Linked DNA regions of Sus scrofa: region 1 is linked to region 2. Evidence: chromatin contacts called from public HiChIP or PLAC-seq data. All regions are on one chromosome and are shown on one strand. The core of a region is the stretch at or near the end of the contact, and the rest is flanking DNA. Distances in the headings are between cores, read along the strand shown.

Evidence for each region. HiChIP or PLAC-seq counts read pairs in DNA pulled down with a chosen protein or histone mark.
Region 1: a contact with region 2 is called in an H3K27ac HiChIP or PLAC-seq map of alveolar macrophages. The contact joins the promoter of TRIM38 here to the enhancer-like site in region 2. A contact is called at or near these places in 2 of 5 promoter capture datasets (fetal liver and liver), 6 of 47 Hi-C or Micro-C datasets (alveolar macrophages, embryonic fibroblasts, fibroblasts and 2 more) and 1 of 2 datasets of contacts at active chromatin or transcription factors (alveolar macrophages).

Annotation. Positions count from the first base shown.
Region 1 is chr7:20,679,750-20,685,163 of Sscrofa11.1, reverse strand. It overlaps TRIM38 (E3 ubiquitin-protein ligase TRIM38), which reads right to left and starts at 2,628. Exons shown (of 7, transcript XM_021098422.1): 1 at 2,409-2,628; 2 at 187-742. The coding sequence starts at 597.
Region 2 is chr7:20,332,100-20,338,132 of Sscrofa11.1, reverse strand. CARMIL1 (F-actin-uncapping protein LRRC16A) reads right to left here. Exons shown (of 37, transcript XM_013977486.2): 33 at 3,916-4,345. Among named protein-coding and RNA genes, the nearest start is that of SCGN, 55 kb to the left of the region's middle. Within about 2 kb of position 1,667, at least 21 of the 83 cell types and tissues checked have an H3K27ac peak or open chromatin away from gene starts, as enhancers often do. A contact at or near this core is called in alveolar macrophages, fetal liver and liver, where this site is marked.

The DNA of each region.
Region 1 (5,414 bases), core at 1,379-3,878, 350 kb before region 2:
CCATTCCGGTCAGGATAGACCATTAGGACCAGATTCAGTGAGGACCCCTCATAAGAATGACATGATGAAAACTTTATTCTAGGATCCTGATCTTGGGTTTCAGGCTAAATAATCTCAGGTCTCAGAGTGGGGTGAGGGGCAACATGAGGCCAGGTACTTGCCAAACCCCTCTGGCCCACCACTTACCTTGTAGCCTTGGCACGCGTCTTCCACCAGAGTTGTGGCGTGCCCTCTGTGCTGTGGTCCCCGATCACAGCGCCAGCAGATGAGCTTGCCTTCATTCTCACAGAACAGATGGAGCTTCTCTCCATGTTCCTCACATGACATTTCCTGGTCCATCTCCTTGATGGCTTCAATGAGGCCTCCCAGCTGCACGTTGGGTCGGAGGCTTGACATTTTAAATGGCACCCGACACTGGGGACAGGAGAATGTCTCCAGCCATGGCTGCATTCGGCAGAGATTCTCAAAGAAGTTCACAATGCACGAGTGGCAGTAGCTGTGTCCACAGCTGATGCTCACCGGCTTAGACATGAGGTGCAGGCAGATGGAGCAAGTGGCTTCCTCCCTCATCTTCCTGGTGGTTGTGGTTGAGGCCATGGCTTTTCCTGAAAAGCTCCAATATTGGATTTAGAGGCAGAGAAGAAGCAGCCAGAATTTTCCCACCATGTTCAGAAATTACCTCACCTGAGCCTCTGTGATGCACTGGCTACCACTGGCCTCCACAGGTCATGAGGTCTTCTTTCTAGAGAAAAGGAATAGATTGGAATTTAGAAAATGTGTACAATGTAGCTTTGTTGTGGAGTATGGTAGCCATTATTACCTGTGGCTATTTAAATTAATTACAATTAAATAGAATTAAAAATTCCTTTCTCACACCCACTAGCCACATTTCAGTTATTTAATAGCTGCAGGTGATGGATAGCTAAGATAGCCCAGATATGGAACATTCCATCATTGTGAAAAGTTTTCTTGGACTAAGTGCTGAGAGAGAGAGACAAGGTAGGCCTCCTCAGCAAAGTTGCAGCAAGAGAGAGAACTCAGTGAGGGACTGTCAGACTCTTTCCCACTCTAATAAAGGTTGAGAATAACTAGTACCAGAATTATTTCTTTGTAACTGGTAATGACACTTAGGTAACTGGGTGGTCTATGAAGATTCCATTGAAACAATCCAATTTGACTCTAATTAAACTCCCACTCTTACCCACAAAGAACCATAGACACCAGCTTAATAAAATCCCCAGTGGAGACACAATCAGGATGATAGTGAAAGTAAAAAAGACATCCAGAAGAACCAGGGAACTCTATTAGCCCTCCCTGACCTGACAGAAAGAGAATTAGAAAAAGCTGGGGGAGTTCCGTTTGTGGCTCAGCAGGTTAAGAACACAACTAGTATCCATGAGGGTATGGGTCCGATCCCTGGCCTCACTCAGTGGGTTAAGGATTTGGCGTTGCCATGAGCTGTGGTATAGTTTGCAGACGCAGCTCAGATTCTGCATTGCTGTGGCTGTGGCCTAGGCAGGCAGCTGCAGCTCCAATTCAATCCCTAGCCTGGGAGCTTCCATATGCCGGGGATGCGTCCCTAAAAAGAAAAAAAAGGGGGAAGAGAAGGGGTTGGTTATGGGTAGCAGAGTTCCTGGAGAGCTAGGGAGGTTAACTGTTGCTTCTCCAGAGCAGGACCTGACTCTCAGGAGAACTGCAGGGTGACTGGAGCACGGGAGTTTGCAGAAGCCAGGATGTGGGGACATAGGAAGCAGATGGGGAAGGTAGGGCCTCTGTGGGACCCTGGGTGCTGGACCCCTGGTGTCCTTCAATGAGGACCCGACAACCCAGAGACTTTGGAGGAGGGAACAGGAGTGAAGAAGTCAGCCCTTTACCCACTGCTGCAGCTGCTTCGGGACCCCAGCCCTGCTCCCTGCTTGCCTACTCCTGGCAGTTGGTCAGGGAGGGCAGTGGAGGCTGGAGGAAGTTTAGAGAGTGACCTTTCTTTTGAAGTGACAGTACCAGAATTAAGAGCAGGGATTCAGCCAAAGTTACTGGAGAGGCCATTTCCCTCTAATAAGTAGAACCGGGCTCATGGAGCCACAGAGAATTTCTTCCAGAGACATCTGTTCTTTGGCAGGTTATCTCGCCCAGAAGGTCCACTAGGCTCCTCTCTGCCAGGGATACTGTGCTCCTGGGGAGAAGGACCTACCTCCCCTCCTCTGAGGCCCAAGGGTGCCTGTCTTGGGCCTTCACTCACCTCACACCCTGGATCTTCTGAGACTGGATGTGGAGGGTGGGAAAGGAGAAAGCAGACAGGGTGTGAGAGCTCTGAAGCCAAGGCCTGGCCATTTTCAGAGTTCCAGCAGGCTCTGTTCTCAGAAAACAACCCCTACCCACCCCGCGGCCGCCCACCACCACACACTCACATGCACATGTCTCCTAGCCCTCCGCCAAGAAAACCTGGGCCTGGACCTTTTCCACTCCCGTCACCACAGATAGTCACACACTCTCTGCTAGATCCCTCCGTAGCAGCCAGGAAGTTCACGCAGGCTACAGAAACTCAGAAGTGAAACTACTGTGGGAGGCGGAGCTCTGCCCAGCTGAGGAGGAAACCAGTGAAAATGTGCCCATCTCTTTTGCACTCTGCTTATGCTGAAAGGGAGGGGAGATGCTAAAGAAATTTTTTTTTTTTTTTTTTTTTTTTTTACAGCAGTAAAAGGGATGGATTGGTAATTCAGGAAGTTCTTTTGTGACTCTAGCACAGAGGATCTAAACCCAGGAAGTCTGCAGAGTTCACAGACTCTGACTTGAGATCTTTCTGCTTTTGCCACCAAACCCCTTGGGATTCATAACCTCCCTGGCTGATGTTACGTTTTGCTATTTTTAGGCTGCTTGTTGTTTTATAACTGCTCTGAAGGATGTGGTGAAAAAAAAGGGGTGGTACCATAATGGGGCTCATTGATGGCAGAAAATTTCTCCAGGCAGTCTCCCATTCTTTGCCCTGATACCCTGTCTCATCTGCCTCCTCAGTGTCCCTGTGAAAGATTCTCATCCTTATCAACAGTCAGAGTTGGGCACCAAGGACAGCAAACGGAACCACTAATGGCCCAGCAGTTAGTGGCCTCAGCTGAGAGCCATGTGAGCTGGGAGCATTGCTCAGTGCTCTCTGGGGGTCTAGGGTTGAGTACTTAGTGCCTCAGCTCCAGCCTCTCCAGTTCAAAATAGAAGCAAAAATACTGGGCCCACCCAATTTAGAGTTATTATTTAATGTGAAAAAACTAACTCAAAATAAGACCTTGCCACATGCATAACCTTAGGTGTAAGAGGTATTTGTGATAAGTGCACAGTGTTTGCTTAGGAAATAAATACATGCAGTGGCCCAGGGGAGCCAGTAAGGATGGCTAAGGACACAGGCAGGAGAAGTTAAGTTTGGATTCTGAGAGCTGCCTGGGATGAACTCTGGGTCCTGGGCCCCTGGCTGGGTGGGTCAGTTGCTGACCCTGGAAGTTCATGGTCTGTGCTAAGGGCATTGGACCTGCAGCTGGAGACTGGGGGGAACTTGATGCAGCCACAGTCCTGCTGGTTCAGCAGCTCAGGCTGGAGGCAAAATTGTGAAACAGCTTCCTCTCTTCCCACCCAAACAGGAGTCTCTCTTCAGCACTGCATCCTCCTGGCTGTTCACAGAGCCTTTGGCCGTTTTGCCACCAGGTGACTCACAGTGCCCTGGCATGTCCTGTGGTAGCTGGCCCCACACATGGTACAGGACACATCTACTCCCAAGGCAGCCAGCATGCAGACGGAAGAGAAAGAATGAGACCCCGAATCCTGACCCAATGCAGACTCTGTGCAGATTCGCACGACTTTCATTGTTGTGGATGCGACTCTGGACCCAGCTCATCCCAAATGTGTCCTGTCAAAGGATCAAGAAAAGGAAGCTAGTGAATGCCACCGAGTAAACAAACTACTGCTACCAACAGGCAATGACAACAAGACCAAAGCATCAACCTCATGCCAGCATCTGTCCTGTGACAGCTGCCCCATCTTGTACCTGTTTCCGTTGCATGAAGGAGGGACTGGTTCACACAGAGAGCTGTGGGTCTTGAAGGCGAGAAGGATGTAGGTGAGCCTTTGTGCAGAGACTTGTTCCTCAAAGCTGAGCCCAGACAGACACTAATTGGAGCTGCTCCCCCTGGGGAGACATCACCTCCAGTAAGTGAGGCTGGGCTTGACCCTGTGAGTCTGGACTGTAGGAAGCTAAAGCCCCAGAATGGGGAGTGGGTCACTGGGGTCTCCTTAAAAAGGCCTGGGCTCTGGGTGTTCCTTCTGTGGGGACAGTCATCCCTTAGGTGTCCCTAAGGTGCCTTCTGCAACTCCTTCTGGTATCTTCTCAGCCAGGCTTACTCTGACCACCTAGTTGCACCCCTCGCCCACTCCCATGCCTTCTATGGTTCCCATGGCACTTATTACTGAATATTTTATTTAAGTCCATCTTGCTTTTTTTTGGCCACACTCGCAGCATACAGAAGTTCTGGGATCGATCCCATGCCATATCAGGACAGTGTTGGGTCCTTGACCAGCTGCGCCACTGGGGAACTCTGCTGTTTATTGCTTATTGTCTGCCTTCTATATAAGAATGCAGATTCCATTAGGGTAGAGAGTTTTGTCAGTTCTTTTCATTGATGAATCTCAAGTATCTAGAATAGTTCCAGATATAGTGGTATATGTTAAACAAGAGAGGCTTTCTAAGCTGCACTAAAGCACATCATAGAAGGTACGCACATGTGTGTGTAATGTACGTAGTGTGGTGTGGGTGATATGTGAGGTGTGTGATGGTGTATGGTATGTGTAGTGTGTAATGTATGTGTGTGTGAGTGATATTATGATGTAGCATCTGGTATGCATGTATATGTATGTATGTGTGGTGTGTTGTGGGATGTACAGTGGTGTGTGCCAGGTGTGGAGTGTGGTACAAGGTTTGTATTTGTGTGATATGTGTGATGGAGTATGGTGTGTGAGCAGTGCATGTGTGCATGTATGTCTTGTCTGTACATGTTGCAGGAGGTAGGCAAGTTAACAGGGCAAATAGTAACAGAAAGTACCAGAATCCATGATGGCTACTGGTCTCCCAGAGAACTGTCTCTCTCCCTCCTGTAGAATATATTAATGATTGGGACTGGGTGAGAATGAAAATGAAAGAGCTAGGCCTCTGGGAAAGAGAGCGTAGCAGAGATTTGATAACAGCACACTGCAAAAGTGATCTTGAGGACAAATTTTTCAGTTGAGCAAAGGGGAGAGAGGAAGCAACACCCAGAGGTAGGAAGAGGGGACAAAGGATTATAGGTTAAAGTAAATAAATAAATTTTTAAAAGCCTGGAAGGAGACTGCTCTGAGCTATTCAGAGTGATAGGCATAACAAAGGACTTCTCCAGAGA
Region 2 (6,033 bases), core at 418-2,917:
ACTGATCTAAAAGCAGTGGAAACCTTTCTGACCTCAAGGTACAAACCAGGTAGACGGGGGCCTGAAATGGGCAGGGACTTCCTTGCCACTGAAGCAGAAGGCACAAGACGCAGATCTCCTGTTTAGAAGACAAATATAGATAAACTGCTCTGAATTCATTTTTCAAAAATCTGAGGGTGGGATGGGTTTGTGACGGCAAAGACGAGGAAGATGAGACGCCACTGTCTTAGGGCAGGAGCTGTGGCTGATGAAGTGGGGGAGTCAGCCCCTGCTTTATGGAGCAGAAAGCCCACATAAGAATGAGGCATTTAGGAGTTCCCATTGTAGCTCGGCGGGTTATGAACCCGACTAGCATTCATAAGGATGCAGGTTTGATCCCTGGCCCCACTCAGTGGGTCAATAAGGATCTGGCGTTGCCATGAGCTGTGGTGTAGGTCACAGACACAGCTCAGATCCTGCATTGCTGTGGTGTGGGCCAGCAGCTGTAGCTCTGATTCGACCCCCAGCCTGGGACCTTCCATATGTTGCACCCATGGCCCTTTTTAAAACAAAAAAAGAAGGAGCATTTAGATACAAAAAAGATAAGTCTGGTGTTGGCTTAATGATACCTAATAGTTCTATTGGCAAAGATGATCTACATCTACCTCCCATCTAAAAAAACAAAAGTTGAAGTGGGTGAGTAGACCAGGAGGCACAACGACTCCTGAGAGTCGGCCCTCCAACCTCTCCTTCCCAGCTCAACCTGCGCTTCTGACAAACCTAAAAGCAAATAGTGGCTGCCAGGTCCAAGCTTTAAGTTGTTTTGGATGAAAGAGGAGAGATTATTTGAAACACAGCTGAGCTCTGACACATTCACAATCTGCCACAGCCACACCCCCGCCAGGAGCACGGCAGTGTCAGAGGGGAGCAGTGAACACAGCAGGAATGCAGGGGCATTTCTCAGCAAGTGTACACATGTTCCACTTTCACCAGTGGAGGGTGCAGAACGGGTCTCAGAAGAAATGTGTACACGAGTGCTACACCAAGAGTGGGCAATTCTCTGCCACCATTATGCAAAACTGATTCCCAAGGAAAGGAAGCCCCGAGCCACGGGCTGCACGTGGAGCCCCCTCTGAGCCTTGGACAAGAGTCTGCAGGGCCAGGGACGAGCCTTGAATAGCCAGCCCACACCAGCAGGGGGCGCTACTGCCCCTGACCCCAGGCTGTCCAGAGGCTGTGCCTAAGCAGTCCTCAAATGCACAGTGCCTGGCCTCGCCTTTTATGGCTTCTTGGAATGTGGAGTCCTCCGGAACTGTGCTCACACACAAAAGATAAGGTGGAGCATTTAAACAGAGCTAGAAGGAAGGTGAGATAAGCAAGGCACTCAGGGCGCATTGAAGGAGGAACTGTCTCTCAGGCTCTGGCAGCTACGGGGCTGGCATCTGAGAGTAAGAGCCTCCTTAAATGATGTAGGTGTCTTACTTGGCTACACTTAAAATATAATCCTAGGAGTTGTCTTCCCTTTTTCCTTCTAGGCTTTCTGAGGTAGTTATAAATCTCCCAAATGCCTATGCAGAATGAGGATATAATAACCTAATGTCAATAACCAGAATGAGGATATGATAACCTCATTATAGGGGCCACAGAAGAAAAGATGTGGCTGCTAAGCTTTCAATACCTTTAGTTAGTCTCCTTTGTTAATAAATAATAAGTGCCGGAGCTCCCGTCATGGCTCAGTGGTAACGAAGCTGGCTAGTATCCATGAGGATGCAGGTTTGATCCCTGGCCTCGCTCAGGGGGTTAAGGATCCTGCATTGCTGTGGCTGTGGCGTAGGCCGGCAGCTACGGCTCTGATTTGACCCCTGGCCTGGAAACTTCCACAGGCTGCCAGTGCGGCCCTAAAAAGACAAAAAGAAATACATAAATGAAATAAAATAATAAGTGCCATACTTTCATTTTTACAGCTCTTTAAATACATCTACGTAAAAGTGAATAGTGTGAAGAGGAAAGTGAAGACAACATAATTTTTTTTTATCAATAGTATATTAACTTCTGGTATTATGTTGATAGTTTATAGAGAACACAGTCATATAATTTAGGGAGAAGTATCCTAAAATGAATTTATGAAAAACTTACTATTTTATTGTGCTGATGGAACACCCTTGACTGATTTCAAGTGTTAAAGCCTAAGGATTTTTTATTATCGTTGTTTTAAATAGACACTAGATGGCGCTCAAAGATTTTAAGTCGAACAAATAAAACTTAAATCCTAAGAATTTTGTCACCATGAGCCAATTTATTTATCAAATCCAAAGCACGTGGAAGAAACCCTCCGGCACTGCTCATCTCTCTATCCAAAGGCATCAGTGGAAACAGTGATAAAATAAACAGCTCATTAGTGAAAACAGTGCATTCCTGGTTGTAAAGAAATTCTCTAAAAACAGATTAAAATATAAACATTTCTTTGGCCGTCTGACTCATCAATGACATAGTCGCAGTATTTATTCAAAATTCTGACCAGCAAAGGCCACATCATGTCTCCCTTGTTGAATTATCAGAACGTAGTCTTACCCCCTCCACTCTTCCCTGAGAGCTAAAGTCAGGAGGGCTCTGAGACTAGGAAAATGGTACTGGTGGAAGAACTATAGTGAATAGCTGTCAAATCAAAAGGGATGCAGGATTTCATGAAAAAAAAAAAAAAAAAAAAAAGAATTAGTCATTTAGAAGTAATATAAAACAGCCCTCCGTGTCCCGGTATACAGTTTACCATGTACTTTCCGAAAATCAAGGGGGATGAACTATTTTATTCTGACACTTAGATAAAATCGATGTGCAACTTCCCTTTCATTGAGGAACCCAGTTTTACAGACATAAAAGCTCAAGCGAATGCACAGAAACCAAAGCCTGGCTTCATTACGTTAATCTTAGTGATCACAATAAGGATACCATCCTCAAGGAGCTACAGAAAAACAACAACAACAACAACAAAAAAAAAACAGATAAAAAGGGAAGAAAAAAATGCACAACTTTTAAAAAGAGGTTCAAAAATAATGCATTAAATCAGATGTGGGGGGCACTCAACAATTTTTAAATGATAAAGTTTTTCCTCATAGCAATAGATAATATATCTCAATGGTCAAGTGTTTGATTAACTCAGAGCTCCTGTTGTGGCTCAGGGGGTTAAGAATGTGATCAGTATCCATGAGGAGGCGGGTTCGATTCCTGGCCTCGTTCAGTGGGTTAAGGATCTGGTGTTGCCGTGAGCTGTGATGTAGGCCGGCAGCTGTAGCTCTGATTTGACCCCTAGCCTGGGAACTTCCATATGCCACAGTTGAGGCATTTAAAAGGAAAAAAAAAAAAAAGGTTCTATTAATTCTAGCAGAGTGCAATGCTCTTCTTTTTGACTTAAATCTGGAACTTACTGAGGAACTTCTAGGTTTGGAAAATGACAAATTCTGAAAGAACTGAAAAACACATCTCCCTTTATAGAATTAGAATCTGGTTTCAATCGTTTGATTTGCCTCTGGGAGCTTTCCTATCACCCATCAGCTTCAGGTCTCCATTCGGATTCAACAGACTCAGTCTTTCCCCAGAATGGAGCATGTCCCTGGCACAAGTGTCGGGTGTTTCTGACATGCACAGGAGCCCCCGAGCAGGTGGGACAAGGCCTGCGGGACGCTCAGCCACTGACCAGCCTCCAGAGGCTGAGGCTCTCCGGGACATCGCAGCCTCAGGGCCAGAGAGAAAACATGCCTTCGTATTCCATGCTCTGGGCTCTTTGGGGAAAAGCATTGTGTGTTGGGATATCTCTTTAATCTCCAGGCTGTTTCTCTGTATCTCTTTTGCCCATGAAAAAAAAAAAATGAATGGAGGCAAAAAAAAAAGACAAAGACAATAAAGTCAACATAGACACTCCTCCTCCTCCTCCCCCCTTACCTTCTGCGAGCCAGCAGCCCTCCGCTCCTGCTTGGCCTTCATCTCTGCCAGCAGACCGCTGCCCATCATCTGGACCCCGTACCTCCGTCCTCCCTGTGGGCTGCCCTTGCTGTCACTGCGCTCCACCTTCCCCACCTCCTCCCCTTGACCTTCCTCTAGGGACTCAGGTGTTTTGAGTTCCTCCGCCCGCTCAGCACTGCCATTGTGCTCGGCAGCCTTCGTGTCCTTCCTGGGGGCGTCCACGGCTGGACTTCGGACTCCCGCCTTGGGGGAGGAGAGTTCTTCGGTCGCCAAGACTGCTGGGGACCGGTCACATTTGGACCGGGGTTTGATTAAATTGAGAAAGCCGCTTTTCCGAAAGTCCCGCTTTTTCTTCTCGTCTCCTCCTTCGCTAAGCTCGTGGGACTCTGAGCCTCTTGCCGACCATCTCCTGTGTTGCAAAAGAACAAAGCCTGTTGGGTTGATTCACTGTACCTAAGGTTCCAGCAACCATCCGTCAAAAAAGAAACGGGGAGGCTGAGGCTTTATACAGCAACCATTCTGAAGCATTTTTAAAAGCTGACGTCAGAAATAGAAAGGTACATTAAATAGCATCATCCTCTCCACAGGGGAGGAAACTGAGGCAAATACAAATTAAGAATGAGAATCTGGGAGTTCCCGTCATGGCTTGGTGCATTAAGAATCTGACATAGTATCCATGAGGGATGCAGGTTCGATCCCTGGCCTTGCTCAGTGGGTTAAGGATCTGGTGTTGCTGTGGCAGTGGTGTAAGCTGGCAGCTGCAGCTCCGATTCAACCCCTAGCCTGGGAACTTCCACATGCCATAGGTGCAGCCCTAAAAAGAAAAAAAAAAAAGAAAAAAGAAAGAAAAAAAGAATGAGCACCTGAAGTGTCGGTGGGGGACTGGGAGCAGAGGTGAGTTTTTTTTTATGTTTAAGTCCTTAAATCAAGTGCCTCTCCACTGCAAGAATTGCCAGAAAAGCTGGCTCCACTCAAGACACAGGTGGGTGATTGCCTTATTTAACTTGGCAGCACTAGAAAGGACCAAATTTTCCCTTAAGTCTCTGAAATCTTTCCATAATCATTAGATCATATCTGAAATCCCACCCTTAGTGCCCAAAGTCTGGATCCTTCTTAAATGTAATACCACTGGAATGAGGCAAAAACATGAAAAGACAGGCAAGGAGCTTTGGCAGGGGGCTGTCAGAATGAGAATACTCTGAAATGGATGGGGTAAATGTGGAAATGATGTGGGCTGAGGGGGAGGTATCCACACTGCCTTTCACGTAAAGCTGGCAGAATGAAGATCCCTTTAGCTCCCCTGAGTCCCCAGGAAAATACCAGCAAGCGATGGGGTGGCGGTGGGGCGCAGGCAATAAGCCCCAGAATGGAGAAAAGGCAAAAACAGCAGTTTGGAAGCCAAAAGAGTTAGGAGTGAAAACTGACTTAATAAACCTGGGCAAGCTGATCCCTCAAGTATTATTAGCAGGGGAGGCCCAGAAGCAAATGAATTTCAGGTGAAGGGGGCAGACTATGTCACCGCGAAATACATATCTCCGGCTTAGGATTATTTTAGGTTATTTTAAAGAAACAGCAGACACAGGGGGAAGGTCTGAAAACTGCGGAGAAGTTTGTGTAAGAGACATTTACGTTTATAAAGAAAATCTCCATTTGTAAGGGTGGGTTTCTCTGTAGAATAGACAGACTCAATCTCTAGAAATTTTTCTATGGGGAAAGCAAGGACTTAAACCTGCATAACAACCTTACCCTTGCTTACCTGGTTCCCAGTAACCTCCCCAAACAGCACCCAACCCCATCTCTCCTTTGTCTTTAGCTGAAGATGGTATTTAAGGTGGTGGCCTGAGCCATTTCTGAGAGTTACTCAATCTTCCTGGGGATCTCCCCCCACCTTTTTTTAAGGACCATACCTGTGGCATATGGAAGTTCCCAGGCTAGGGTCCAAGAGGAGCTGCAGTGGCCAGCCTACACGACTACCATGGCAACACTGGATCTGAGCTGCATCTGGGACCTACACAACAGCTCAGGGAAACGCTGGACCCTTAACCCACTGAATGAAGCCAGGGATCGAACCCACATCCTCCTGGATACTAGTTGGGT